Regions from separate parts of the Mus musculus genome. Here all the other regions are linked to region 1. A link is a contact called in public targeted proximity ligation data. All regions are on one chromosome and are shown on one strand. The core of a region is the stretch at or near the end of the contact, and the rest is flanking DNA. Distances in the headings are between cores, read along the strand shown.

What was found.
Region 2: a contact with region 1 is called in a targeted proximity ligation map of pancreatic cancer cells. A contact is called at or near these places in 2 of 39 promoter capture datasets (both in liver) and 1 of 130 datasets of targeted methods (pancreatic cancer cells).
Region 3: a contact with region 1 is called in a targeted proximity ligation map of pancreatic cancer cells. A contact is called at or near these places in 2 of 130 datasets of targeted methods (fetal liver and pancreatic cancer cells).
Region 4: a targeted proximity ligation map of pancreatic cancer cells shows a contact between it and region 1.

What each region holds. Positions count from the first base shown.
Region 1 is chr19:5,362,803-5,370,433 of GRCm38.p6, forward strand. It overlaps Banf1 (BAF nuclear assembly factor 1), which reads right to left and starts at 4,074. Exons shown (of 3, transcript NM_011793.3): 1 at 3,766-4,074; 2 at 3,016-3,154; 3 at 1,831-2,356. The coding sequence starts at 3,138. The coding sequence ends at 2,210. It overlaps Eif1ad (eukaryotic translation initiation factor 1A domain containing), which reads left to right and starts at 4,011. Exons shown (of 6, transcript NM_027236.2): 1 at 4,011-4,408; 2 at 5,256-5,474; 3 at 5,620-5,728; 4 at 5,815-5,923; 5 at 6,093-6,140; 6 at 7,124-7,631. The coding sequence starts at 5,388. The coding sequence ends at 7,283.
Region 2 is chr19:4,434,694-4,442,324 of GRCm38.p6, forward strand. It overlaps Rhod (ras homolog family member D), which reads right to left and starts at 4,750. Exons shown (of 5, transcript NM_007485.5): 1 at 4,527-4,750. The coding sequence starts at 4,658. It overlaps A930001C03Rik (RIKEN cDNA A930001C03 gene), which reads left to right and starts at 4,630. Exons shown (of 3, transcript NR_045990.1): 1 at 4,630-4,696.
Region 3 is chr19:4,474,394-4,482,024 of GRCm38.p6, forward strand. Syt12 (synaptotagmin XII) reads right to left here and starts at 2,750. Exons shown (of 8, transcript NM_134164.5): 1 at 2,542-2,750.
Region 4 is chr19:4,836,786-4,844,416 of GRCm38.p6, forward strand. It overlaps Ccs (copper chaperone for superoxide dismutase), which reads right to left and starts at 2,537. Exons shown (of 8, transcript NM_016892.3): 1 at 2,412-2,537; 2 at 2,046-2,118. The coding sequence starts at 2,450. Ccdc87 (coiled-coil domain containing 87) reads left to right here and starts at 2,581. Exons shown (of 1, transcript NM_207268.3): 1 at 2,581-5,743. The coding sequence starts at 2,697. The coding sequence ends at 5,264.

The DNA.
Region 1 (7,631 bases), core at 2,824-5,323:
CACTGCCCGGCCTCCCTTGGGGCTGCCTTTCAGCTCCTCTACCACGTTCCCTATTCTGTTGTCCCCTTTGCTTTTTTCACTACTAGGGACTGAACCCATGGGCTCATGAGTGCTAGGCATCCTACCACACAGCTACATCCCCAGCCTGTGTCCCCGTGTGCATATGTATGTGTGTGGTGAGGAGTGGTTCCTTGCCTAATCATGTGGAGACCAGAGGAGGATGTGAGGCATCGTCCTTTAACGTTTTCCACTCCTCTTACTGAGAGGCTCTCACTGAGCCTGAAGCTGTTTCAGCTAGGCTAGCCGGAGAGAACTTCTTGGATTCTCTCTGCCCTGACACAATGGAGTGATGGAACTAAAGGCACAAGCAACCATGCCTGGTTTTAGGTGGGTGCTACGGATTTGAACTTGGGTCCTCTTGCCTTCACAGCAAGCGTTTAGTTCCTGAGCCATCCCTGCAGACCGTTTGCTTCAGGAGATGTACTCTCATGCACCCTAGACTGGCCTGGAACTTGCTTCGTAGCTAAGGATGACCTTGAACTTCAGGTCTGCATGCTCATATCTCCCGAATTAGTGAGTCCAGGGACCACCTCAAGCAATGTTCCAATTGGGCCAAGTCCCAGACACTTCCTAGACTGCAGCTCTGATATGAATTCTGGGTGGGGATTTTATTGATAAGAATATCTTTACCCACGCTGTGTTCATCTCATTACTCAGGTTTTAAATTAAGTTTCTAGTTTTTTTAGACACCATCTTTTCTTTTTTCCTTTCCTTTCTTTTCTTTTTTTGAGGTAGGGTTCTCTATGTAGCCTTAACTGCCCTGGAACTCTGTAGACCAGGCTGGTCTCAAACTCACAGAGATCCTCCTGCCTCTGCCTCCCAAGTGCTGGCATTAAAGGCATGCGCCCCCACGAGGCAGAACAGAGAGAGACCACCCTATTAATTAACCTTCCCTTTATCAAATGACCATGAGAATTGTCTCATCTCACACCCAGTCCCGTACTGCCATCCTTACCTTCCTGGAGAGTAAACATGCAGAAAAGCATTTCATTTGTATAATCAAGCCATTGTTCAATGATACTTTCTGTTGAAGGAATGACTATCAAGCAGGAACCATTGTTACACAGCACTGTACCTGCTCCCCACAACCCTCACCGTATGAAGCTCAAAAAGCATAGCATGGGTTACATGACACAGGAACACAGGCTCCCACACACTTTGAGCTCCAGTGGCTAGTTTCTTGAAAGTTCAAGGGCAAATTAGCTTTCTAAGCTCCAAATCTCTTACCATTCCAAAATAAAAAATGTAATAAGTGCTTACAAAGATACTAGTTTCAGGGTTGGCTCACAATATGAGCTTGAAAACAATAGAAGTAGGATTTGGCTTTCAAGTTTAACCATTTCCTTCCTTTTCTATGGTAGCTTGGCAAACAGCAAAAGTCCCACCCATTCATTCTTGCCAGACGCTAAGAGCACATGCTATGATGACTGGCAGGTGACCTCTTACCCACATCCCATCCACCCGCTTCCTGGTACCTTTGACTCCCACTGACTTTCCACCAGGTGCTGCCTAGACTGACTGCTGACATCTGGAAGCCTTCAGCCTACCTGGCTCCCAGGAGAAAAAAGCCAACCCACACTCTCTCCCACAATGTTTAGGAATTGGGACACCCAGGGCACCTGCCCAGAGCCCACATGGCTAGGGTGGCTCCCTCTTGGGAGGGGAAATAGAAGGCACCAGTTTCGGTCTGCACTGATAACGAATGAAGTAGACGTGTTCAGCCCTGGGAATACACAACTCCCCAGCCTATCTGCTCTCTGACACAGAACACCAAGTATGAAGGCCACTGATTTTATTAATTTAAAAATCTTTTATAAGGACAGTGACTGTTTTTGCCAAAAAAAGGAAAGGAGCCAAAGGGCATCCAACAGATAGTGAGGGAGAAGGGGGCCAGGAATCCATTCAGGAAAGTTGGTAACTGCTGCCACGGAACTGCAGGGGGAGGTGGAAGGGAAAGGCATGCAAGGGAAACGATCCCAGAAAGATTGAAACGCTGAGGGGAGAGAACTCCCCATAGACCCTGGAGTACATAGGAGGTGAGGGTGACAACAGCCATCTTTTCCTTTATGGAGGACAGGGAGGAGCCCTGCCCTGCTGCAGACTCTGGAAACTGTGCTGTGGCTGGGGTATGAGGGATCCCCAGAGAACACTACAAGAAGGCATCACACCATTCTCGAAGGCACCCAAAGCAGTCCCGGGACTGCTTGGCATTGGCACCACATGTATCCTTCAGCCATTCTCGGAAGAGGTCTTCATCTTTCTTTAGCACCAGAAACTGGCCAAGGACCACATAAGCCTGCAGAATAGAAAAGGGCATGTGGCTAAGTGTCTCATGGGCTAAAGCAACAGGACTGTCCACGCTGATACCACTCCGAAGAGGCCAGATCTCTGAAGCTAGGGAGGGTTAGGTGGTAAATACTTCAGAGGGCAAGGCCATTTTTATTTTGATTAAGACAGGGTTTGTTGCCAGGCAGTGGTGGCGCACGACTTTAATCCCAGCACTTGGGAGGCAGAGACAGGCGGATTTCTGAGTTCGAGGCCAGCCTGGTCTACAGAGTGAGTTCCAGGACAGCCAGGGCTACACAGAGAAACCCTGTCTCGAAAAAAAAAAAAAAAGAAAGACAGGGTTTGTTCCTTTGTTGTCAGGGCTGGCATTAAATCCCACGGGAATCCTCTTAGCTCAACTTCCCAAGTGTTAGGGTCATAAGCACAATCCACTATGCCTAGTTTCATTTTCGTGATATTTAAAACACACAAAAGGGCAGGGGACAGTGAGCCACACCTTTAATCCTAGCACTGAGAAGCCCTGTCTCAACAAAACACAAAAATGAAGGAGGCACCATGCCTCCCCAGGTACCCCCCAAACATGTGTGGGCCTCACTCCCAATCTGCGTGGTACCACCTGTTGCCAACCTTCGCTCCTACCCCTCCCTGGCATTTGCAGCCCCCCCACACCTTGTCAAAGCCCCTTTCCTCCAGCCTCTTGCTCAGGACGTCACCAATCCCGGCCAGGCTCCCCACTGGCTTTTCCCCCATGGGCTCTGCCACGAAGTCTCGGTGCTTTTGGGAGGTTGTCATCGTGATCAGGCTTAACCTGGGAATCCCCCCCGCCAAAAAAAAAAAAAAAAAAAAAAGAAAAGTAGGTTAGGGCTGAAGACCACAAGTCCCAAGGGCAATATCCTACCACAGCTACTGTGGCTGCTCCCTTGAGTCCCCCCAACCCATCCCCGGCTATTCGGAAATTTCCACTTTCCGTGGGTCCTGGTTTTGGGTATATTGGATATATCAGCTTGCACTAGCTGGTGGCGCACCTAAGGCAACAGAGCGACTCCCAGACTCAGTAGTCAAGGTCCGCCCTGAAGCCCTCACAGCCCGCGACCCTGGCTACACAGACACTGACCCCGTTGGGAACTAACACGTGGTAGGAACAGCACGCGGCTCTCGCCAGCCTCGCCGCCCTCACTCGGGCTGCCGGCCTCTTCCACGCCTCTCAGGTCCCGCAGGCCCCGCCCTGAGGCCCCGCCCCGCTCCGAGCGCCCCGCCCCCTCCACGCGCCGCCACCCGGACACACCGCGCATCGCCCCTCCCGCAGACTCGGGCTGCCCCGCTGCAAAGGCGCGCCTCCGCGATGGATTCCCCTCCCTCCCGCCTCTGCGCGCCGCCACCGCACGCCAGCCGGAGCACCACTCCGCTTCTCACGCTCACCGGAGGCTCCGGCTCTGGTAACGGCTCCTCGCGCCACTCGGCCGCTCCCGCCCAGACCTCAAGCTACGAGACGGTTCCTCGACTTCCGCTTCCGGGTCGTTTTATGCGCGACCTTCAAAACTAATCCCCAAACTGGGCAGGTCTAGCTACCCGGAGCCATAGAGTTGACGCGCAATCGCCAGCCGCGGCGCCCACGGGGGTCGCTGTTTTCCGGTTCCTCTCAAGAAGCCATCCGGCTTTCGATGGCTTTTGTTTCTCCAGCGGCCCTTCCGGTCTGTGGGATCGAGACCTCCGAGGAGAATGCGTTTTCCTGCCCCGCACTCGGAACTTAGGCTTGCCTCACTTGATGGAGGGAAGAGTTAAAGGGACGGACGAAGAGGGGGCGGGAAATCCGGAGGACCTCTGAGCGCCCCGGAATCGCAATTCCCGGCGCGGTTTCCTCAGGTCTGTCACCTCAGACCGGCAGACGGGAGGGAGGAACAACGGAGGATTGGGGCCGAGCGTCCAGACCGGCGTTACCGTCGGGGCCACCTGCAGGTCACAGTTGTTTGCTCTTTGGTCCCTCGCTGTCGAGGCGCGTCGTGGACGAGCTACTGTCGCCGTCAACCTGGAAAGCGGAGCGTGCTGGTGTGGCGCCGAGCGGGTGAGTTCCGTGGGCAGCTCTCGTGCTGGGCGCCGCGTCGGTCGCTCCGTGCCTGGGATGTGTCGGGAGGCCGTCGTTGTGTGGCTCTCCTGCCTTGGGTGTTGAAGCCTGTGGCGGAACGCAGCTCACCTTAGATTTCGCTCAGAGAGCTTGGCGGGATGACCGATCGGCCTGGGAGGGGGAGGCGTCGCCGTCCTAACAGGACTGAGACGTAGGACTCAGGGCTTGCCCTGTGCTGGGTAGTTTCCGTGATCTCGCCGATTTACTTAGTTTTTCTTTGTTATTGAGAGGGCCGGCCCCGTGCTCCGTGGGTTGGGATTAGTGTTGAGATCGAAGGCTTGAGCCACCCTGACGTCTCAGCTGACACTATAAAACCTGTGTTTCCTGGTTTGGTTTGTTTTTTTTTTAAAGATGTCCCCCATGGGTGGTGTTGTGAGTGCCCTCGGAAGCCAGAAGAGGGCGGTGGATGCCCTTGAATTGGAGTTAAAGGTGGTTGTGAACCATCTGATGTGGGTGCTGGCTCATAGGACATCTCCCTGGCCCTTGAAGGTCCTGCTTGTTTGTTTTTGGTTTACGGTCTCCCTATGTAGACTAGGTTGGCCCAGGACTCAACAAATTTCTGCCTACCTCTCCCTCCCAAGTGCTAAGAATAAAGATATACACCAGCACCTGGCTAAGTCTGTGATTTGTCTTTCAATGATTTCATTCATGTTTTATGTGTATTAGTGTTTTTACCTGCATGTGTGTCTCAAAAGAGGGCGTTGAATCCCCTGTGGCTGGAAACCATACCTGGTTCTCTGCCAGAGCAGCAAGTCCTGCTGTCCCCTAAAGTGCATGTTTTTAACAGGGCGAGGTGGCACTTTTTCGTATAAGGCTGCTTCTCTTGAAAGCAGTCCTGGCTTCTAAGGCTGGCATCCAAATAATTCTGGAAGAAGAACTGACAGTCTGTGCACCCTAACAACCCTGGACAGAAACCAGCATGTCTCAGGCCAGCAAGAGGAAGCATGTGGTGCAGGAGGTGCTGGGGGAGCACATGGTGCCTTCTGACCACCAGCAAATAGTGAAAGTGAGTGCCGCCTGTCTCGGGCTTCCCGTCCTCCTCCCAATGCTCCCATTGCACCGCTGGGTGTGGAAAGGGAAGGCTCAGTGCAGGTCGGAGCATGCTTGATTTAACTGATGAAGTGGCTAGTTCTCGCTTTTTCCTGGACCAGGTCCTCAGGACTCCTGGGAACAATCTGCATGAGGTGGAAACAGCACAGGGGCAGCGCTTCCTGGTGAGCATGCCCTCCAAATACCGCAAGAACATCTGGATCAAGAGAGGTTAGAAGCATCCCTTCACAGTACGGAACCATGGCCTTGACTTCCTTCTCCATAACAGGAGTGGCTTTATCCTTTATCATCTACAGGGGATTTCCTCATTGTTGACCCTATTGAAGAAGGAGAAAAAGTGAAGGCTGAGATCTCTTTTGTGCTCTGCAAGAACCATGTCCGCTCTCTACAGAAGGAGGGTCACTGGTAGGATGGTCTTCCTCAGCCACCCTCTGGCTTCTGGGGAGAGATTATCCTAGCTAGGGAGGGGGAGGGGAAGGAGAAAGTTACGCCGTCCCAGGAGGAACATTTGGAAACAGCTGTTTCACTGAGAGGGTTCTCTCTGCTCTCTAACCTGGCTCTTCTCTTGTCACAGGCCTGAGGCCTTCTCTGAGGTAGCTGAGAAACAGAACAATATGAACAGGTAAGGAGCAAGCCCCCAGCCCAGGGAAGACAAGAAATGCAAGTTCACACCTTGGTGCCTCAAGGAGAAAAGGGAGCCTGCTTTTCTTGTTTAGAGAACTGCGGCACATATAATAGAATGGGTGGTTATGAGTGTGGCAGGAAGGTCACATGTTAAAATGCTGGCTTGGCTACTTAATAAGCAAGTGACTTTAGATGCATTTTTTAGTATCGTAAGAAGGTTCTTAATTGGATGTGATTGGACATGCCCGCAGTTCTAGATCAGGAGTTTGAGACCAGCATGGTCTACTCATAATAGGTTCAAAGCCAACCTAGGGTACAGGAAACCTTTTCTCAAAAACAAACAAGAGTTCATCTAAGACAGAGTTATACAGAGAGTAAGATTGCTTGGTGCAGCAGTCCTCACCTGTGGGTCGAGACCCCTTTGAAGGTCACGTGTCAGATACTTAAATTATTATTCATAAAAGTAGCAAAATTACAGTTATAAAGGAGCAATGGAATAATTTTATGGTTGGGGTCACCACGTGAAGAGCTGTTAAAGGGTCACAGCATTAGGAAGCTGTCGGTACATCAGCTGTTAGGAAATGTGAGCATGCTAGGTGTCAGTGTGCTAGTAGGGTTGCTTCCTCACTGAACCCGATGAAGGGCTGCCTGGAGGCAATCCTGAGTCTGTTTCTTTGACTGGATTTCCCTATTTGCTGTTTCTCTAGAAAAAGCCTCTCCCAGAATTTTTTTTTTTTTGGCTTCTGTTTGTTCTTGAGTCAGGATCTCATGTGGCCTAGACTGTCCTCAGACTCAACCATCTTCTGCTTTAGCCATCTAAATACTAGGCATGTGCCACTACATAAGGGTTTGGGGCTCTTGGATTTTCAGAAACCTGTCAGATTCTGATTGTATAGTTGATGGTCCTGGTTTTGGGGCTCTAAATGAATAGATCTGGTTTCCCCGGAAGATGTCACCTATTCTTTCCTCCTGTTCCCACAGAGAGAGTCAACCAGAACTCCCTGCTGAGCCACAGCTGTCAGGAGAAGGGTCAAGTTCTGAAGATGATTCTGACCTCTTTGTCAACACCAATCACAGACAGTATCATGAGAGTGAGGAGGAGAGTGAAGAAGACGAGGAGGAGGAGGAGGAGGCAGCCTGAGCCCCAGGACCCACTTCTCTATTTGCTCAGGGACTACCCCTTGGCTTTTCTGGGCTTGGACATCCCCAGGGTGCCCTGCAGATCTTTTCCTTTGGATGAGGACAAAGATGGCCCCTTTCTGAACTGACCTAAAAGAATTAAACCCCTGGTGGGTGATGACTTACACTGGTGTCTGAGTGGCTCTCTGTGGAGGGAAGCTCATGGTGAAGTCTCTTCGGTGGTGGAAGCCTTGGTCACGTATGAGGAGAATGGAAAGGAAATGGTTTGGCCTAACTCTGCTGCATGTGTCTGGTTCACAGTACCTCTCTGTACACTTTATGCCTCGCTCTACACTGTGCCTTACTGGGT
Region 2 (7,631 bases), core at 3,500-5,999, 930 kb before region 1:
CTGGAATTAGAGACATAAATTGTCATGTATGGCTCCTCTCAAGCCTCAAAAATCTGATTCCTTTCATATACTCTCTGTATCAGTCTGCCTTTCCTGATCCTCCCTGACACACATACACACACACACACACAGGCCCCTGTTATGGCCTCTCCAGCGTGGGTTACCCAGGGCACAACCCCTGTGCTGGCTGGTCTTATGTTAACTTGACCATAAACTACCTGAAAGGAGGGAACCTTAATGCCTTCATAAGATCCAGCTGTAGGGCATTTCTCTTTTCTTTTCTATTTTTTTAAAGATTTATTTATTATTATATGTAAGTACACTGTAGCTGTCTTCAGACACTCCTGAGAGGGCATCAGATCTCATTATGGATGGTTGTGAGCCACCATGTGGTTGCTGGGATTTGAACTCAGGACCTTCCCCATATCAGGCAGGGCTTCTACTTGCCTGTGACTCAGGAGGACTTCATGCCTGCCTGCCTGATGGCCAGACTGTCTGTCAGTCCTCTGAGTCAAGCCCTGGTCAGCTGGGAGGGGCAATCATAGAGATGGGCCAATATGTTCTCTAGGGCACCAGAGGCATGCAGGGGAGGGAGGAGTAGGCACCTGGAGAAATATGGGGAAGACGGCAAGGGGCATGGATAGGAGCAGACAAGGGCTCAAGCAGCCTTCCTGCCCCTCTGTACATGCTCTGCCCTTGGCATTTGTTTCCTACTGGGTAGTTCGAGGATAGCACTGGCTTTGAGATCAAATGAACATGGCTTAGGACCCAGTTCTGACAACCACCAGCTGTGTATGGCCTTGGCCCTGTACCATCACTGGTTAAGAGAAAGAGGATCACCTCAGGATGGAAAGTGAAGACCTGCGTGACATTGTCCACATCAGCCCTGTTCATCCCTCCGGATATTTCCTTTCCCACCCCGACCTGTGATGGTTTGAATAGGTTTCACCCCCACAGACTCGTGTATTTGAATGCTTGGCTTATAGGAAGAGGCACTATTAGGAGGTGTGGCCTTGTTGGAGGATGTGTGTCACTGTTGGGGGTGGGCTTTGACGTCTCCTATGCTCAAGCTATGCCCAGTGTAGCACACAGTCTCCTTCTGTCTTCTGCAGATTAAGCTGTAGAACTCTCAGCTCTTTCTCCAGTACCAAGCCTGCCTTTACACTGCCATGTTCCCACCATGACCATAATGGACTGAACCTCTGAAGCTAAGCGAGCTCCAGTGAAGTGTTTTCCTTCAGAAGAGTTGCCATAGTCATGGGGTCTCTTCACAGCAATAAAACCCCAATTAAGACACCAACTGTAGTCTCCGGCCTCTGCCCTAGAGCAAGGACTGTCACAGTGGAGATAGAGACCCAGTGTAGCCACCGACATACCAGTTGAGGGCCTACAACAAAGATCTTGGGCGACAAATGCCTGTGAACACCCCAGCCCACTGCTCTCTAAACTCTTGACTCCCACAACATCAGTAACATCAAGAGGCTCTGAGGGAACTGGGCTAGGCAGAAGTCGAGCTGGCGCTGTATGTGTCTTCAGGAGCCACTACAGCCACCTGCCTCTTCTGAGGTCACCAGTTCTTGCTCCCGACATCAGCCAGACCTGAGATGAGCTAGCTGGAAGGGGCTGTGTTGGCTTCGTCACTGAGCAGTGTCACTGCCCTGCCTCTTACTTTGGAATGTGACTTTATACCTTTTGTGGTGTTCTTTGCTCCCACCCTCTAGGCAGAAGTGCCTAATCTTATCTGTTGTGTTCAGCAAGCGACTCAAGGCCTGGCTTGGGTTGACCCAGGACAGAGATGACTCAGACCTGGTCCTGCCCTCCTGAGGTCACAGAGAGATGACCATGACAGAATGAGGGCAGGGTTCCCCAGGTAGGACACCTGTGGAAACTGGAGCAGTCTGAGGACTGCAGATTTGAATAGTTCTGCAGGTGGATGCTCTCTGCCACCTCCTGTCCCTGTCTTGTAAGCCATTCAGAATGGCTCTGTTCTCAGTGCCATCTGAGACTCCTTGGGGAAAAAGGTCTCTCTGTCCCATAAGCTCTATTTTGCCCCTTCAGCCGTGAACGTGACGTTGGAGGTTAGCCAGTGAAGATCAGAGGCTTCTCCAACCACTCTCTCCCCTGCCCTTTGCTGCAGGCAGAAAGCCTGGAAGACAGGAACCCATGCAGTGGACGTGGCTTCAGAGGTCATGGAGTGCCCTGGGCGAAGAGGCGGAGGTGGGGGGTGGGGTGGGGGGGTGCGGGCAAGGTGACCTGAGTGCCAGATCAAAGCTACCCTCATGTTCTCCTCAAAAGGCTCTGCCTGCAGTTGCACTTGGGAGGTGGAGGCAAGGAGGTTAGAAGGCAATCTTGGGGCTGGTGAGATGGCTCAGGGGTTAAGAGCACTGACTGCTCTTCCAAAGGTCTTAAGTTCAATTCCCAGCAACCTCATGGTGGCTCACAACTATCTGTAATGGGACCCGATGCTTTCTTTGGTGTATCTGAAGACAGCTGCAATGTACCCATATAAATAAAATAAATAAATCATATATATATATGCATCTTTGGCTACATATCGAATCTGAGGTCATCCTGGCCTACCCAAGACCGAGCAAGACAAACCAGCCGGACAGCTGCAGCACACACCGGTAATCCCAGGCAGAGACAGGCAAATCTCTGTGTTTGAGGCCAGCCTGGTCTATAGAATGAATTCCAGAACAGCTAGGGCTACACACACAGAGAAACCCTGTTTCTAATAGTGGTATTTCATACTTGAAGTCACAGCACGATAGAAGCAGAGGCAGGAGGATCATTGATTTGACATGAATGTAGACTACATACAAAGACTTTGTCTCAAAAAGAAAACTAACTAACTAAAACATAAAACATAATTAAAAGAGCCCTCTCTCATGCCAGGGATTTCCTAGACAAAGGAAGACTAAGGACAAGGTTGGTCCACCCCCCTGGTGACCACTCTGGTCCTCTGCCACTCACTCCAGTGCGTCCTGTAAAACATATATGGTTCATGAGCCTCTTAAGTGGTGGCACACACCTTTAATCCCAGCACTCATGAGGCAGAGGTCAGCATGGTCTACAGAGTAAGTTCTAGGGCAGCCAGGACTATACAGAGAAACCTTGTGAACACACACACACACACACACACACACACACACACAAAACCCCATAAACAGTTCATGGACTTTTCTGCCTAGTGTCTAGGATGCCTGCCCCAGGCCAGTGTTGCAGAGCCTTCCCCACCCCCTCCACCTTTAGGTGCCTCCTCTGATCTCCTGGTTCCCACGTTGGTTGGGTTCCCATGGGCAGTACCTAAAGACCTGGAAAATATCTCCTATACTTAAAAACAAAAAAACTGTAACTGGTCAAAGAAGGTGACGTCAGCTTTGCAAACCACAAAACCAAAGGCTGTGAGATGGGTATGGTGGTGCATACACGTGATCTGAGCAATCCTTGGGCCGAGAGACAGGAGGACTGAGCGTACAAGGCCTCCACAGTAATATCCTGTCTCAAAAACAAAACAGGAACCACTAAAGTAAAACGACAAAAATACAACCCCCCCCCCCAAAAAAAAACCCAACAACCATAAAAACCACTGGTATTCAGAGTAGCAAGCAAGACTGTGCCCTATTTGCCAGGTCAGCTTCTCTGGCTCCTTCCATCAAATTACCCACTTCTGCACAATCCCAGAGGCCAGAAGGACGTGGGGACAGGAAAAGAAGGCTTGCTGCTGAAGGCAAACCCACAAACACACAGGACCCCCACTCCTCGTGGAGGCACAGAAGGAGGGCTCAGCCACTGTTCTGGTCATGGGGTCCTTGAGGACTCACAGTGACAAGCCCAGAGAGCCAGGATGCAACCAGGTACCGCACCGAGCCGGCCATCAGCCTTCAGCCTCACTGTCCCAGCTTTCTTCCCCCTATCAGGTTGCTCTGAGAAACTGAGGCTTGGTTAGAGTCGAAGTATGGCATAATCAGACTCTTCAGAGAAGGGTCGGTGTTCCAGTTTTCCTCTCTAGGGTAAAGCATGGGGATTTGCACCATAGTGGATGGAGAAGAGGTGATGTCGCCCGACGAACATCACTTACTAACTTTCAGCAACTAACTTTCAGCACTCTTTTCTATACTACGCTCGGGTAGGGGCTTTCAGTCCTATCATGTAGTTAACCTTCAGAGAGGTTAAGGGACTTGCCCAAAGGCACACAGCTGTAAGAGGCAAAGGCTTGATTTTACTGCTGCCAGTCGAGCTCCAAAGTCCTCACACTCTCGTCGCCAAGTAGTGACAACAACTGCTCTCGTAGGATTTGCTATTTCCCTAGGTGGCCCAATTCAGTCCCTGTGACACCCCTCCCCCTAAGTGCTATTAGTCCCACTTTGCTTCTACTGGCTAAAACTGAAAAACTCTGCCTTCGACCCCAGGCCCTGCTGAGATTTCCCCCTAGGAGGCTAGAGCTGGGTTCTTTCGAGGCAGCTCTCAGCAGACCCGCACATGGGGGGTGTCCCCAGCGCAGGGCCAAGGATGAGGGCACTCACCTCTGGGAAGGCCCCTTTGGCGAAGACCATCATCAGTGACGTCTTCCCGCAGCCCCCGTCGCCCACCAGGACCACCTTGACCGAGTGCCCGCTCTGCGGCGCCTCTTCTCCCGCAACCTGGGACGCGTTCATCCCTGGCTGGCGGACGGCGGTGCGCGGAGCAGCAGGCGGTACGCGGCGGGCTGGCTGCGGCGGGCGCGGGGCTGGCCCGGCGGGACAGGAATGTGGAAGGGGCGGGGCGGCGGGAGGAAGTGGGAGCGGGGCGGCCGGGACAGGAGGCGGCCCGGGGGGCGGGGGACACCCAGCTCAGGTGAGAAGCCCGGGACAAGATGGGGGTGCGGCGCCCGCCCAAGGGTGGACGCTCCTGGGGTCCGGTCTCCTGGCGTCCTGTCTAGACACTCAAGAAAGACTTTTGCAGCACCTACTGCGTGCAGTCGCTGAGGCCGCAGGGGTGAGCGGAGACCTACGCCTCCAGAGGGCACCCAGGGCTCGTGGGAGAGTAGACAAGTACTTGGAGAGAGGCTGGGGACAGGGAAGGAGGAAGCACCTGGACTATCTGCCATGGGTGGGAGGTTATTTTTATGAATGAATGGGTGGGTGAATGAATGAATGAATGAATGAATGAATATGAGTTTCTGCTATTTGCGGACCTCCTCCAAATGTTGTAGGCCAGATGAGAAAGGAGTGGCCCGGGCATGCCCTTGTGGGTCACTGCAGGACCTCTTCAGCCAGCTCCAGGAAGTTTCAATGAAGGTGGAATTACCACGCATCTCACCCAGGCAGCCAGTGAGCTAAGGAAAACTATGGAACCGTCCATCTGTAGAGCTCAGAGCTAGCTCTGGCACATGGCAGATGTCATGAATGGTTCATATTATGGTATATAGTATGATGGCCTTTTAGTTTTATTTTTTACGCGTGTGGGCGTTTTATCTGCATGTATAGACATAGACATGCATCCTGGTGTCCTCTGCACTCGGAAACCCTGGAACTAGAGTTACAGACATTATGAGCCACTATGTGGGTGAACCGGGATCCTCTGGAAGAGCAGCCAATGTTCTTAACCTCTGGGCCATCTCTCCAGCTCTTTGGTATAATGTTTAATCAATGCAGATGATCCTTAGTTTCTTAGAGTCTGGGGACCCTGCACTGTTCCGATCAAAACCTCGACTCTGAGAAGCCTAGAATAGGAGGTGTCAGGACAGGAGAAAGGAAAAAGGGGCTCTTCGAAGAGACTGGAGCAAGGTAGCCACGCCCCCACTTCTTAGCGACAGGACAGAGGGCGGGACTTGGCTGAGGAGCTAGTATCTGGAGGGTGGAGCACTTTGGATTTCAGGAATAAATCTTACTTTTCTCTAAATCTCCGCAACCTTCTTTGTGATCAGATTTTTCTTTTTAACTTTTGGTGAGCATAAGTGGGCTGGAAATGTAGCCGCGCTGCCCGGATGCTTAACCAGCACTCATGAAAGCCTCGGTCCCATTCCCAGTTCCACATAAACCGGGCTTGGAGATCCATGCTTCTAATTCCAATACTGATGAGGTGAAGCCAGGAAAATCTGAAGCTCAATGTCAGCTTGGCTGTTCAGTGAGTTCAAGGCCAGCATGGATTAGATATTCTGTCTAAAAAAGAGGGGAAAAAGGTCTCGCCTGTCTCCCCAGACCTCAGACTGGGTGTTTAATGGAAGCTAAGTGGACCATGGTCAGAAGTCTTTGGGTTTCACCTCCATGACTTCATCTCCCATTGTATTCAAAGTCAGGCAGTGAAGAGGACCTTCAGCCCTATTTGATCCTCACTGTGTCTCAAGGAGGCAGTTTCCAGTTTCCCTCTGGGCCAGAGGTCAGCTGTATGGAAGGAGCCTCCCAGAAGCCTCCCCAGCTCCACCTTTTGGATGCCCCTTTCCCGAAACCGCCACAGGGCTGGGCGGGACTTGGCATGAAGCTGGGTGTGTGGCTGAACAGGATGCCCAGAAGGAGTGGTGAGGAGCCCCCCCCCCCCCAGTCAGCTGTCAGCCTTGTCATCCCTACCTGTCATAAGGCCAGTCTGGGAGGCAGGTGGAGCTAGACCAAGGGTGGAGGAAGCTGAGAGTCAGGCGGAGGTGGCCTTGGTTGCTATAGGGATAATCACTCTAATGACACACTTGACAACTGTCACACGTTATAGTTTCTTTGTATACCTCATAATAACAACACATACTAATGGGTGATAGCTGCTATTCAGGGACTGTCCACCAGGAGGCAGGATTTGCTAGTTCCATTTTGCAGAGAAGGAAACTGGTGACTTCTTAAGGGGGACCCTACGGCTGTCCCCAAATCTCAGTTCTTGTACATTATTGCTGTCAGCTCTCACACTGTGAAGTAGGTTTCTACTTCTTGTTTTGGAGACTTGGGGATTGAACCCCAGAGGGAGGCAGCTGCTTGGATTGGGCCAGCCTCATCAACATTCTATGTTCAGGCTCCTGGGAAAAGCGTATCAGTCAGTCACTGACCCATGGCCATCTGCCCTGGTAGCCAGGAATTTCCCCAAATCTGACATTGCTGGACTCTGGACTACAATGTTTTCCTGACGTTTATTTTTGGAGTGGGGTGGGGTGGCCACACAGTTGGCCTCACTGGGGTGCTTGCTGTTTGCTGTTTTTCTGTTTACTGTGGCTGCTGCTGACTTCCGGCCGTGAGTGACTCAGCCCCCCTTCAGGCCCCATCAATTCCAAGCCGAGAATCCTTTATGAACCCCGTGTAGCATGTGACTGCCCTGGAGGCCTCAGAGTGGCCGGGGAGGTGGGGCCAGCAACGGTCTGGAATGTTGTTATTGGTGCTGCAGGTCTCCAGCAGAGCCATGACCCCCTCAGAGCAGGGGCCACAGCTGACCCATTTCTGTACCCCAGACTATCTCAGACTGGCGCCAGCTGTGGTTCCGGATATTATGTCTAATTGACAGGCTGGCTGGACAAACATAGCAAGAGAAAGGAAAGGATAAGTGAAGAAAAGAGGGAGTAAAGGACAGAGGAAGCAGAGGGGGCAGGAAGGAAGAAGAGAAGGACGGAAAAGGGGGTTTGAAAGAACAAGGCTGGCCAAATGGCTGAGTGCTGTGGTGGCACATGCCTGTAACCC
Region 3 (7,631 bases), core at 1,500-3,999, 890 kb before region 1:
CCTGGGTTCTATCCCCAGGACTGGAAGGAAAGAAGGGAGGAGATGTTCTGACAATGTAGTCTCATGCTCCTGGGGTCAGACCTAGCCTCTGCAATCGCACCATTCACTCCCATAACCTGAGGCCTGATAGAAATTCCCTATTTATAAACAGACTTGGGGTACACTCAGAGAGGTCAAACGACCTGCCCAAAGCTAACATTAGTGCTCCTGCCTTAGCAGCCGCACACACCTACCCAGAACTTCCTTCCCCATCCCCCCAAAGATACACTGGGGCAACTCATGTTATAATCCTCACTTGGTGAAGGCAGAGAGGCTCAGAGAAGGTAGTAAATGGGCCCAAAGTTGCCCAGCCACCACATAGGGAGCTGACAATATCCCAGGTCTGCCTGCAGCACGTGCCCTTGTTAATGGCTTTATTCACAACCTGAGAGACCCTTGGCTCCATCTCTCCCCAGGCAACACCAGTGAGTTCCTATCGCCGCCCAGAGGTTGCAACTTTGGCTAGGGCTAGGATGCTGACAAGGCATTTGAAGGCCAGGGCAGCCAGTGGCCAGAGCTGGCACTTCTGAATCACAGCAGGGGCCAGCTGGGGTTGCTCCAGATCTTCATCTGAGCTCAAACTGTGCATCTTCCCCCTTAAGCATCCCTCTTTATCCCACCCTACAGTCAGCCCCAGGGTCTACACTGCATGGAGCAGTGTTCATTGAGGAACAGCCCCTGCTTCACAGTTGTGCTTAATAGGATCCTCCTACCTCCCTCCCCAGCACTACCTCCACATGTGCTGAGTGCTTAACTACAAGCCTCATGCATAATTGGTGCCCACCAGACCTGGTGACTGAATAAATTACTGGATCCCCATTTTATAGACGAGGAAGATGGGGGCCACACACATCCCAACATCGAAACTCTGGGCTTCATATTAGTGAAAGATGGTGGCTCTGGGCCACCATGCTGACGGCTGACCAGGCCCCGCAGGTCACTGGGAAGGTTGGAAGCATTGTGCTGGAATCGGACCATGGCAGAGGCTCCCGCACCTCCTGAGCTTGTCAGAGAAATGCCTTTCAAGGAATTCTGTGTGTAGAACCAGGGACCCTGAGCCAAGTCCCTTCTCTGCACTTTACCCGCTGTTTCTTGCTCAGTGTCCCTGCATGCCCAGCAAGGTGGTGACTCCCTTTATCTCTACCTTGGCATCGGCAGGTAATAAGGATGGGGAAGAGCTTTCGGGGGAGCTTCTGTCTTCTAGGCTGTGAGTTTCTTCAGGGACCTTTAGGCTTGACAAAGCTTTGCAAGTGAGTAAGAGCATCTCTCCCCCACAACACTTTCCGGATGGATAACCACATCCTGGTGCCATCCCCCAGACACCCGCAGGAACCACAGTGCAGACTGGCTGGGGGTGGGTGACAGCTGACACTGGGCACCTACTATGTGCCAGCATAGTATCAGGGGGGACTTGCCTTGTGCTCAGGAAATGCCCCCAGAGAGTCCAGGGTTCCCTGTCAGCCCTGGAAATGTAGGGAGGGGTGGCCTAGCAGCTGAGACTCCAGCCCTTCAAGGTGTGAAAAGTGACTTGCCCCATCCAAGTCACTAGCAAGCACTTAGTAGGATGAAGCCAGGTTTGGACCCCAGGCTGGGAGGTCCCACTCTTCTGGGCTGCTTGAGAAAGATTTCACATTGCTCAGAGAGGACTGGAAATGGGGGTTGGGGTTGGGATTGGGGGTGGGGTGGGGTGAGGTGAGTGTATAATTGTAATTGTCCTGGCCTTACTGGGTGCATTGTTAACACCTAGGTGGGTTTCCTTCCCTTGCCTTTCTTAGTTTCTAATAAGGACTACTTCTGAGGCTCTGCAAACTCTGCACCCTGGCTAAACAGCTCAGGTGCTTGTTTCCCAGGTTCTTCTCAACGGATTTGTCCCCATCAACTGTAAGGCGAGACAGTCTTTTAGCAGCACCATGCCCACCAAAGAGAAAGGCTCAGGGCTCCTTCACCTACAATGCCGTTTACTGCCCCCATGTTCAGCTCCCGTCTATACACAGCTTCGAGTGAAGCTCAAGGAACCCTTAGGTTCTTCCCGTAGGCCTCCTGGAGAAGAGATGCGACGCGCCCCCTACGATGCAGATCCTCATACCCTCACACCACACTGGAATTTTGGGAGGGGGCACTGGCCAGGGACCCCCAACGGGATGTAAGGTCAGGGGCAGTTAGGACAGCCAAGGTGTTGAGTGTGAAGGTGAGGGGTGTGTGCGGTGTGCGAGCTCAGGGGAGGTGTGTAAACAGCCGGGTGAACCGCGTGTGTGCACATGGGGGCCGGGCGAGCTGGCGCCAGGCGATGCGCAGTGCGCGGAGTGGCTGGGCCGGGGAAGGGCGCCGGGCGTGCTCTGTGCCCCGCGTTGGTGTGCCAGCGCAGCGCGGGGGTGCAGACGTACGGAGTGTGAGGGGCCCCGGGTTTCGGGCTTAAGAAGAGGGACTGAGTGCGTCCGCCCGTCCATGCCCAGGGCGCTTGTGCCTGCCGCGCTCTGTGTGGGGGCCAGGGTGCCTACTCACCCGGGGTTCCGCGGAGGGGACGCGGGTCCGACTCCTGGTTCTATCTCTGCTCCCACGCTGGCCTCCCGCAGTTGGCTCTCACAGGCGCTCGGCCGCCCGCTGCTACGCCACCCCTGCAGTGTAGCGGGGCGCTCGTCTCCTGCTGGAGCCTCGCCTCACCGATGGGGGCTCCGCGGGGCCCGGCGGCCGAATGGAGCAGCGCCGCAGTCCGGGCACGCTCCCAGGAGCCCGCCGCGCGCTCCCTCGCGCTCGCCCGCCCGCTCGCCTGCTCCTTCTTGAATTTAAAGTGACAACCCCGAGCGCTCTCTCTACTCCAAGGAGCAGAGCAGCGCTGCGAGGATCTAGTCGGAGATCCCCAAGCGCGTGAGGGTCCTGGGGGGGGGGGGGGCAGCCAAGTTGGACCCTGGGATCGCAGGCTTGTGGATGTGTTGGGTAGGGAACCCTGTGCTCACCAGGGGCGCACCCCACTCCCTTTATGTTGTTCTCCTTCTAGGCCTCAGTTTCTTTATCTGTAAAACGGACTCAAGAGAGTCACACACACACACACACACTCACAAAATCAGACCAGCGAGCAGCGCAGCCAGCAGTATTCCCTTCTCTGAATGGCTGATATTTCCTTCCATGATTGAGTTGTGATTGTACGCTATACCAGTCCAGGTCACTTACCGACATCATCTTTTGTAATCTCTGCAATGACCTCATCGGCGGCCACTCCATTTATTTATTTATTTTTTTTGAGATAAGGCCCAGGGTGGATATGAAGGCCAAATGACTTCAAAGTCTTTTTTTTTTTTTTTTTTTTTTTTTTTTTTTTTTTTTTTTTAGAGAGAGAGAGAGGGAGAATGGGAGAATGAATCACTTTATAGCCCTAGCTGTCCTGGAAATCACTAAGTAGATCAGGCTGGCCTTGCTCGAACTCACAGAGATATCAGCCTCTGTCTCCCAATTGCTGGGACTAAAGGCATGTGCCACCACACCTGACTTTCTTTTTTAACCTCTTAAGGGTCATACTTTCTCTTCCAAGGAATGAATGAATCATTCAGGAGATATTTATGACGCTCTCACCCAGGCTCTCGGCACAGTGCCAGGCGTGGGCGATCTTCCGGGAACAAGGGACAGGTCCCCTCCCTGCCCGCGCAGTCTGGCAGGAAGATAAGTCGGGTATTAGGAGAGGCTGGGTGTTGCCCTTCAGGAGGGGGCGGCGGGGCACCTGTTCTGGACACAGTGACCAGAACAGCGAGCTGGGAAGACACCTGACTAGGCCTCCAGGAGGATCTGGAGTCTGGGAGAGAAGTTGACAATCTCATGGAGAGCCAATACCAAAAGGCTGGGTTGTCTGAGAGTAGTGTGGAGAGCAGACAGACAAGCTTGGTCCAGAAAACCAAAGGGAGGTTGCAACTTCACCCTCACCTATAGGGGGCACCATCATTTTCTGGACCTGAAAAAGAAGTGAGTTCTGTCTTGGAGCTAGGGATTGGACCATGGACATTTGGTGCCATTTCCCATTTAACTAACCTTCAAGGCTACTTATAGCTTTGGCAAGACTGAACCCATTTTCGTTTTTAATTTTTTTTTTTTTTTTTTAAGAGTGCTTCCTGGGCAGCGGTGGCACACGCTTTTTTTTTTTTTTTTAAAGATTTATTTATTTATTATATGTAAGTATACTGTAGCTGTCTTTAGACACTCCAGAAGAGGGAGTCAGATCTCGTTACAGATGGTTGTGAGCCACCATGTGGTTGCTGGGATTTGAACTTCGGACCTTTGGAAGAGCAGTCGGGTGCTCTTACCCACTGAGCCATCTCACCAGCCCTCGTTTTTAATTTTTAAAATTACTTTATGTAGCTGGGTGGTGGTGGGGAAAGCCTTTAATCCCAGCACTCCGGAGGGAGTGGCAGGAGGATTTCTGAGTTGGAGGCCATCCTGGTCTACAGAGTGAGTTCCAGGACAGCCAGAGCTACACAGAGAAAGCCTGTCTTGAAAAACCTTTTTTTCTAATCTGTGTGTGTGTGCGTGTGTGTGTGTGTGTGCGCGCGCGCGCGTGTGTGTGTGTGTGTGTAATCTTAATATGTAGCCCTAAATGGCCTGGAACTCACTATGTAGACCAGGCTGTTTTCAAACTCATCTAGGTCCTTGTGTTTCTGCCTCCTGAGTGCTGGGACTAAAGACATGTACCGCCACACCTGGCATACATATAACTTAACATTTAAAAGTAATAAACAAACAAAAATTAAATGTTAATTTACTGTGTTTGGGTGTTACAGCATGAATGTGGAGGCCGGTTCCCTCTTTCTACTGTTAGTTTTAAGTTCAAACTCAGGTCATCAGGCTTGGCAGCAAGCCCCTTTACCTACTGAACCATGTCACTGACCCTTACCTTCCTTTTATTAAGACAGGCTCCCAGCTGAGGCTGGGCTTGAACTCATGATGCTCCTGCTTCTGCCTTCTGGGATGACGGGCACATGTCACTACTCAGCACGGACTCATGTCTCTTTTACACATTGATGGCCTAAGACAGAGGGTTCTGGGGTGCTGCTCCTAGCTTGGATCTCAGGGCATGTGAAACCCCATGATGTCATACATGTATGATATGCTCTGGTAAAAACAGCAGCCTGGTGTAGCCACAGGGCTACACACCTGAAACAGAAGTCAGTCTCCTCCTGTGGTCCTTAGAGAGGTGACCCACCTCTGGCCAGAAACTCTCTGGACTCTTGGAACTTGAATTTACACACCAGGTAAATGGATTTCCTACCCTGACTCAATGCCTTCCTTCATCCACAGGAAGAAAAGGAAGCCATTGGACAGCTCACAGGCAAGAGGCAAATTGAATGAACTAGGCACACAGTCGGCAGCAAGGAGACACTGCTACCTTCTCTTCACGTTCCCCTTTGAAAGAGTAATAATGAAATCTAGGAGCAGAGTGTGGTGGAGCACTCTTGTCATCCCAGCTTGTAGGAGGCAGAGACAGGGGGATCAGGAGCTCCAGGTCATCATCAGCTACATTGGGAGGTCAAGGCGATCCTGTCTCAAGACAAAACAAACAATAATGGAATGTATATAGTATTCGCCTCTGTGTAGGGCTTTCTAGCTCATCACTTTATATAATTATCAAAATACGCAGTGAAGAGCTGTTTCTGGGGAAGTGTACAACCCTAACCCTGGCACTGAGGAACATACAATCCTGGCTGACTTCAGATCATGACCTCTTTTGTTCCCAACATGGCCTTTAGTTTACAGAAAGCAGGTGAAAGTGGTGACATTTAGGAAATTTCCTTAAAATTGTGACAGGTGTCACCTGCGGGGTGTCTTGGCAGCCAGTTAACATAGAGCCAGAAGAGGCCTGTTGAGACAGAAGGGTGTGAGCTCAGGGCTGAGCTAACAAGGCTCAGGTACTACCCACCTCCAGCCTCATCCTGAAGCCCACTGTCTGTCCACTGTCCACCTTCCTGTCCCAGCCTGTTCTGTACTTCAGAGCTGGGGCCTGGATTTGGGCTAGATGGCCACTTCAAAAGTTACGCTGACATCTCCCCAGGAGGACGGAATGGGACAGAGTCAGCCCAGGGGTTTCCATGTGGAGGAAGGAAGTGGAGAGAGGATGTAGCTCAGTGCAGGCAAAGTGCTCGCCATGCAAGTGTGCAACTTGAATTAGATCCCCAGAACCCACATAAAAAAGCTGGGTGTGATGGTGTCCATGTGTAATGCTGGCACTGGGAGTGGGGGAGGTGGGGAAGGAGGTGTAGGGGGCGGGGGTAGAGACAGGCAAATCCTTGAGGTTAGCTGGCCGGTCAGATTAGTCTAACTGGTAAACTTCAGGCCAATGAGAAACTGTCTCAAAAACAAAAACAAAACAAAACAAAACAAACAAACAAAAAAACCAGAGTGGGAGGCTGGAGAGATGGCTCAGTGGTTAAGAACATGTTCCGCTTTTGGTTCCCAGCACCCACTTTGTTGGGTGGCTCACAATTTCTCTAATTGGGTCTGAGGGACCCAATCACCTCTGTGGCTTCCACAGGCACTCGCACTTGCATGCACACTCTCTCTCACACACATTCATACATAATTTAAAAATGAAACTTGAATCCAGCAGGGCTGTTAGTCCCAGCACTCTGTAGGCAGAGGCATGTGGATCTCTGTGAGTTCAAGGCCAGCCTGGTCTACAGAGTAAGTTCTGGGACAGCCAGGGCTCAATAAATAAATAAATAAATAAATAAATAAATAAATAAATAAATAAATAAATAAATAGGAAGGGTTACCTGAGGAACAGCAGCTAGGGTTGACCTCTGACCCCTCCTATGCCTATACACACAGGTGCACATACGTGCATCTGCACATATACAAACATACACATACATGTGTACCTTTGCAAATTATATATATGGAAGATCCCTCCTGATGGTAATTCCCAGAATTCTGTCATTTCTTTTTCTAGCCTGGATGATAAGAAAACACTTTCTCTAAATATCTGGGTAAGTCAGGAACTCCTGGGTAGATAGCTCTCTGGCTTCTCACCTGTCACTCAGTCTCACTCAGCATCACCATCCCTCAGACCATATGCTTGAGGCTTCAGCCAGAATGCCCCACCCACTCTTCCCTCGACACACGGAACCCTTCCCTGTCTCTACACTCCGCTCGACTGAGGTAGTTCCTTTTGCTTGAGATTTCCTGTTTTTCTCCAAAGGTCTCACACTTTTCTCAATCCTTCAAAACTCTGTCTTGTTGCAGCTGGGCATGGTAGCAGATTCTTTTACTATTAGCAGAGGCAGGCAGATCTAGAGGGAGTTCCACCAGCACAGTCAGGATAGCCTAGAGAAAACCTGTCTTGAAAAGATTACAAACAAACAAACAAATACAAAAAATAAAGAGCCCTGCAAACTCCAAACTCTGTCCTGTAAGGCTTCCCATAATCGTTCCAGCAAGTGGGCAAGTGGATCATTCCTTCTTCTATACTGCTGTGCTTTCCGCTAGTATAGCCATGTCCATTGTCTATCCCGGAATTATTCATTCTGCACTTCTCCTACTGGATGCTGGATATTTGAAGAGATGAAATCATGTCTTAGTCATCTCTAGGTGCCTTAGGCCATCATATAGCAGCA
Region 4 (7,631 bases), core at 1,287-3,786, 530 kb before region 1:
GAATCGTAATGTAAAATCTGTGTTTTACAATGGTCTTGGGCAAACACCAAAGGGGTCTTGACCCATGTGGGTTAAGAACCGCTGTTTTAATAGCTGTCCACATAGAAGCCAAGGAGATGGTATGTATGTGTGTATGTATGTATGTATTGGTGTGTATATGTGTGGAGTATGCACGCATGTTCTTGAGTGTGTGTATATGTGTGGAGTATGCACGCATGTTCTTGAGTGTGTGTATATGTGTGGAGTATGCACGCATGTTCCCGAGTGTGGTGTCCACCTGTCTTCCTTAATTGCTCTCCACCTGTTATGCTGAGGCAGGTTCTGTCACTTGAACCCAGAGCTCACTGATTTGGTTAGTCTAGCTAGCCAGCTTGCCCTGGGATCCCTGTGTCTATCTTCTGAGGGCTGGGACCACAGGCGGTCTGTCTGCCACGCCAGTCTGGCATAGACACAGGTGCTGGCAATCTGAACTGGACTCTCACACTGATGCAGCTATCACTTCTACTGACTCAGCCATCTTCCTTGCCCCTGGCAAACACATGGTTCACAGACACAGGCACGCAAAACACCCGTACATATTAAATAAAACAGATTTTAAAAATAAACCTAAAAAAAAAAAATCATCCCAAGCCAGGCAGATGGCTTAACGGATGAACTTTTCGGGTTTGGTTCTGCTTTTTGGTTTGTTTGGGTTTTTTGTTTTTTGTTTCTTTTTGTGCTTTTTTAAAAAAATTATTAATTTTATGTATGTGAGTACATACACACCAGAGAGGGCATCAGATCCCACTACAGATGATTGCTGGAAATTGAACTCAGGACCTCTGGAAGAGCAGTTAGTGCTCTTAGTTGCTAAGTCATCTCTCCAGCCCTGGGTGAACTGTTCATGCTACACAAGACAGCTGGAAGCAGAGAACCAGCTCTGGAGTTGTTCTTGACCTCCACATGCACAAGCCCTCCTCCAAGCACATCATGCACACACTCACTAATAATAAATCAAATAATAGTTCCAGGTCAGGTGTGGTGGCGCACGCACGCACGCACAACTTTCATCTCAGCACTCGGGGGTAAAGGTAAGCAGATCTCTGTGAACTGCAGGCCAGCCTGGCCTACATAGTGAGTTCCAGGAAAGCCAGGGCTATGTGGAGAAAGACCTTATCTCAAAATAAAACAAAACAATCAGTCCCCTCAATCGTCCTCCTAAAACCCCACCTTTGCCTGTAAGCTTTTCTCCTCTTTCCTCTTACAATCCCCTGAAATTGAGTGGGCTCTCACTACAGGCTCAAGACTTGTATCAACTAATTCACTCCTCATGACAACACTGAGCTATGAACACTGTTCAAACACTGAAGAAACAGAAACACAGAAAATAAGCACGAAGCTGTACATCTGTGGAACTATACGCACTGGGGTTCCCCACCCCACCCCTGCCAGTGTCCTGGCTTCAGACTCTCATCTCCTTCTTTCCCTTTGCCACCATGGCTTCCCAAGGAAGTGTTCTAGGAGCGCTCCTTTGCCAAAGCTTATACGATCTTTACCTAAGCATAGGGGTAAACATTTTCCCTCAGAAACCCCCAGTGTCTAATCTATACTGGCTGAAAGGTTGAATGAACATTTAACAGAATCCAAAACAGCCAGTTTCTAGCGTCAGGAAAATGACTCTGCCTTTCATATCTTTCCTCTTCTGCCAGGTCACCCACCTGCAGACCTCCTGGCTTAAAGTCCCTGAATTGGGCCAGGGATGTTGTCTGCTTTCTCAGAACTGTTCTATTTCCCAAGCCAGACCTCAAATGCCCGCCCCCCTCCCCCTCTAGAATGCCCTTGGTAGGAAGTGCTCTATACTCTGGCTAGTTCCATGCTGTTCAGCAGCTGGACAGGCAGTTTGTACTAGAAGAAAGCTCTGGCTAGGCAAAGCTTGAGGCCTATACTCTAGGCTCTGCATCTCCCGGACTCTGAGAAACTTCCTTTCATTCTTTCTGCATCTATGCAACCGGAATACGGCTAAACACAAACCCCTGGCTGATCCCAGAAAGATTGTCTACTCTTACCTGCCACCCCTTTCAGGGTCTTGTGCACAGCATCCACACAGCTCTGACAACTCATCTGCACTGCAAACTCCAACTGTAAGGGAAGCAAGGCCAGGGCACATGTCAGACATGATCCTTACTCGCCACCTCATCCCCTATGTCTCTTTGCACACATTGCACTTGACTTCTCTTCAAATTCCTCCTTTATTATCTCATGAACATTCCAGGATCGCGGTCTTTACCACCAACCCCCCTCCCGTGAGGGGCATCTCCGTCCTAACCCCGGAATTTCACCTCCCCAGGAGCCTGTTCTTTCCTGGCTTCCCAAGATATTGATCACCCCAAGGGCTGAAGTTATGCGAGGCTCCACATGAAGCTTTCACTCACCGCACACACAGTCCCACCGTCCCCCGACTTCGAAGCCATCCTAGCTGTTGTCACTGCCTAGGCCGCACCGAACCGGTAGGGTCCAGAGACCAACACAACTCTACTTTGTGGGATGGGCGGAGTCTCGGAGGCCGCCCTTAGCTCCACCTCCTTGGCGCGTGCGCTCCCTAGGCTGAGGCCTCTGAGCTGTCCGGTAGTGCTACCGGCTGCGCAGGCGCATTGATGCAGTTTCCTTAGTAACCATTTGGCGTCCTCTACCCGCTCAGCCGGAACCACCTGGTAAAGATGGAACCACACAGTCAGGAACCTGACCTCAAGCCGATTTACCACCGGTTGCTGAGTCCGCTGTCGCTCTTCCCCAGCAAGGCGAAGCCTCCTCCAGAGCCTCCGAAGCGCCCCTCTCAAGATGCCACGCCCTTGCAATCCATCCCGCTGGCGAAGCTGAAAGTTGGGCCGCTGTGCCGCCAAGTGTCCAAGCGGCTAGCAAGCAGCGGGCGGGCGGCACGAGTAACTGCCAAGGACCGACTTCGTCTCACTGAGGTTATTCTAGAAGAGCTGAAGTGCAACTGGCGGGAACCTCCTATAGAACCCATTCTGGACTACGAAAACAACCAGAAGCTGCGGCAGCGGCTCGAGTCCTACGTGCTGATCAGTAGTGAGCAGCTCTTCGTACGCTACCTGCACCTGCTGGTGACCCTGCCGACCTCTAGAAGGGTCTTCACTGAATCAGCCACCCTCAGCCGGTTGGCAGTAAACCTTGCCAGGGATTGCACAGTTTTCCTCACCAGTCCTGATGTCTATCGCTGTCTGCTGGCTGATTTTCAGACCCTGCTAAATTTAAAGCACGCCCAGGGAGGCATAGTCAAATTGCGTCCTCCTCCCTGTCCCCCTGGGACTTTCAAGCTCTGTCCAATCCCCTGGCCTCACAGCACTGGCTTAGACCACATGCCGTGCTCTAGCCTCAACCTGAACTACCTTGTCCAACTCAGCCGCCCATATGATTTCCCCAGTGAGCCCGAACCTGATCCAGTGGAAGAGTTGAAATCCATCCCCCAGCTGAAGAGTAGACAGCAGCTCCTCTGGGTGCCCTCCATGATAAAGGATAAAGAAATTGAATCGAGACCCTCACCGATGGTACCACTGCCTAGTCATTCTCCCAGCAGTGAGAGTCACCAATTCCCCACCTCACCAGTCCATTCCTGGCTCCAAAGGGGCCAGTCCATGCCTTGTCTTCATGAGGGGTGGAGTCTGGCAGATGAGTTGTGCCTTCTTCCTCCCTCTCCTCATCCCCTCACCCCGCTGATCTTGGCTTCAGAGAGTAAACCACTGCCATTCCGGGACATAGTGGCTGAGGATCTGAAGCAGAAAATGAAGATCATGAGAATGGAGTGGAGTCGATACTCCCTGCTGGACTCTGGCCTGCCTCCCCTCCTCGGGGTCCTTACCCGGCGCCTAACTGCCCAGCACCACCTAGAGAAACTGCAGCAAATGATCAAAAGCCTGCAGGAGGAAGAAGCCTCCGGAAAGTGGGATCTCCAACCCCCGAGAATCATCCCACTACACCCACAGCCAGTCACTGTTGCTTTGAAGGTACATGATCAAGTTATAGTCCAGGTAGCTACTGTGCAACTCTCTGAAAGATACTTTAACGACTCTTTCCACGTTGAGGGGGCTGGAGTCCTATACAACCATCTGACTGGGGAACTGGATGGTAAAGCCATTGAAGAAATGGATGCGGATCGTCTTGTTGGGAACACCACCGGAGAGGTCTACAAGGAGTTGATGAGCCGAGTCTCTGTTAGTCACTTATCTTTTGAGGAAGGAGACCAAATTGAGCCTTCAGCAGATAAAGATTGGTCCTCCTACTTGGCCTCATCTTTTCTACACCAAGATAAACATATGCCAATCATCAACCGTAATCTGGTTGGATTTTACTCCAGAAGAACAAGCACTCCGAAGCCAGTCCCTGAGAAGGTGCCCTCTCTCACATTACTCCCAAGGCACAAAAGCTGGGACAAGCGACCAAACAGACACGGTGTATGGATGAATTGGCTGAAACCCTCGGTGTCTTCAGAGGACTACTTCAAGTACCTCTCCTTTCAGGAGTCGGATTTCCTCCACGTCATCTTCCAAATGTATGAAAAAGAGGCTCCTGTGGAGGTACCAGTCCCTGTCCAAGAGTACCTAGATATTCAGCAACCCCCTCCCCTGCTGCAAGATGAAGAGCTAGAGTTCATGCAAGGAAAATGGGATTGGAGCTCAGTGATAGAGGATGGCTCAGGACCTGGGAGAGCCTACATTCATAACTTGCAGCAGCGTCTCAAACGACTGTGGGTCATGTTGGAAGTCCCTGAACAGAATCGGCTAGACATGGTTATTAAATACAGCTCCAATGCACGCCTGCAACAGCTACCAGCATTGATCAAGGCTTGGGAGCAGGTCCTGAAGCCCATTCAAAAGAGGGAGTCGTTGCTAGGAAGACTGGAGTGGTTTGAGCAACAAGCCTCTGATCCCAATCGTTTCTTCCAAAAGCCTGATTTGTTGATGAATCGGTTACTGGAGGAGAATCGGTTCCGTAGCTATCTCCAAAGGAAGCTCAATCGAATGGAATCTAATTTGGTTTCCTTGTTGGAAAGGATAGAGTCAGTCTTTGGGGAGCCAGTGACCTTCAAGGGGCGGAGCTATCTGAAGAAGATGAAGCAGGACAAAGTGGAGATGCTGTACTGGCTCCAGCAGCAGCGGCGGATTCGCAATCTGACCCAGGCCCAGAAAACCTTCCGCCAATCATGCACTTTCACAGGGAGCAGCAGCCAGGCGTTAGTGGCCCCCGGGAATACTCCCACTACTCACTAAGGCGGCCAAGTGCCCCCAAACCCTTCCTCACCCCCAAATGCTCACGTAGAACTCTCAATGACTTTAAAAGAGATTGAGATTCTTTTTCTTGATATTCTAAATAAAAGGATCCCCAAACTTGGTATTCCCATGTATGTCAACCATCCTGCACAAGACAACCAAAATCCTATATCAGATGATCCCTTGGAGTTCGTGATAATAGAGGTCAGACAGAGCAAGCCATGGTCCTTAAAAAAATATATAGTGACTTTCTCACTGTGCTGAATTGCTGTTTAGAGTGCCAAATCACTCTTGTTTAGGCCCAGTAGCATAATCCTTGATTGCTAGGGCTCTGAAATTAACAGATGTATGTATATCCTGCCTGTATGACTTATGGTAAGTCACCTAACTTCTCTGTGAGGATCTGGGTCCATGTTGTCACTTCTAGTGCTTACACATTGTTGGCAGGACTTGTTAATAAAACCACTTGGTATATCAAGGTGTATACTGAAGAGTAAGTCTCTACGGCTGGAGAGATATAGCCTAGTATTTTAAAAGACCTAGTGGATTCCTAGAACCCACACTGGGGGCTTGCAACCACCTGTAACTCCAGCACCTGACACCCCTGGCCTCTGTGGGCACCTGAACATATCACACAAACACACAGTTAAAAATAAGAAAAAGACAAAAAAAACCCTCCAACCCCCAGTTTCCTTCCTTGCAAAACAATTGTTATCAGTTTCTGTACTTAGCAAGTTTTGTTGAGGCACCTACAGGATGTTAACTGCTCACACTGTGTGTTGTTTTCCTCTTCGTTCTTTTTGTTTGATTTGGTTGGTTTTGTTTTGGACAAGGTCTCACTGTGTAGTAGACCAGGTAAGGCTCAAGTTCACAGAGATCTTTCTGCCTTCCTCTGCCTCCCACGACTCTACATTTTTGTTGGTTGTTACTTTCTGTACCACTCTCTGCCTTTTGCAAAGAAAGGTGTCCTTGATGAGGGGTTCAGACTATGCTATCTGTGGGCATAAAGACAAATGCCTCATTTAGTAAAGTAGTGGTTGTAAATTCTCCTCCAAGACCTGTGACTCCGCTAGCCCCGAGTAGTTAGCTACACTTTCAACTCCAGGAATGGTTTGCCTCTTGTTCAGTGGACCTTGAATCTAATTAGGGTTATCGTGCTGTGCTGGAAGCACAGGTGTCATAGTGGCTAGGACTATTAGGTGTCTCCTTCCTCTGGAAGCTTGAATGAATCCTAGTACAAACATGAAAGCTGGTCCTCAGGAAGGTTCCTGTCTTTTCTGCCACCTGGGGCTGACCTCCCACTTGTGGGGGAGGCGTGGATAGCAATAAGCTGTATTTTCTATTTTATTTATTTATTTTTTGTTTTGTTTTGTTTTTTGCTTTGGTTTGGTTTGGTTTTGGTTTTTTTTTGAGACAGGGTTTCTCTTTATAGCTCTGGATGTCCTGGAGCTCACTTTGTAGACCAGACTGGCCTCGAACTCAGAAATCCGCCTGCCTCTGCCTCCCGAGTGCTGGGATTAAAGGTGTGCGCCACCACGCCCGACTTATTTTTGTTTTTTTAAGACAGGGTTTCTCTGTGTGTATCCCTGACTGTTCTGAAACTTATTCTGCAGACCAGGCTGGCCTCAAATTTCGTGATCCACCTGCCTCTGCCTCTCAAGTGCACGCCACGACTGCCTAGGTAGCTGTATTTTTTTTTAAGCTTTTATAACTTTGTACTATATTAGTCAGTGTTCTCAAAAGGAACAGAACTTAGAGAATAAATTTATATATGTATGTCTATATCTACACATAGATATAGGTAAATAGACAAAAATTTATTAGAGAGCTGGGCGTGGTGGCACACGCCTTTAATCTCAGCACTCAGGAGGCAGAGGCAGGCAGATTTCTGAGTTCGAGGCCAGCCTGGTCTACAGAGTGAGTTCCAGGACAGCCAGGGCTATCCAGAGAAACCCTGTCTGGAAAAACAAAAGCAAAAAAAATATTATAATGGCTTTATAGGATGTCCAACTAGCTTCCAGCTAGTCCAGTAGTGGTTGTCTACCAATGGAAGGCCCAAGAATCCAGTAGTTGTTCAGTCCATGAGGCTGGATGTCTCAGCAGGTCTTCAGTGTACATTAGAATCCCAAAGAAGTCAGCTCTGATGCCAGTGAAGGGTTGTTCTTGTGAGAGTGAGGGCAAGCAGGCAAAGAGAAAAGCTTTCTTCTTCCAGGTCCTTTTTATAGACTGGCAGCAGAAGGTATGGCCCAGATTTGAGGTGGATCTACCCACCTGAAAAGATCTGCATTAATGATGTGTCTTCCCACATCAAAGATCCAGACTAGAAGTGGATCTTCCCACTCCAAATGATTTAATTAGGCAAAAATT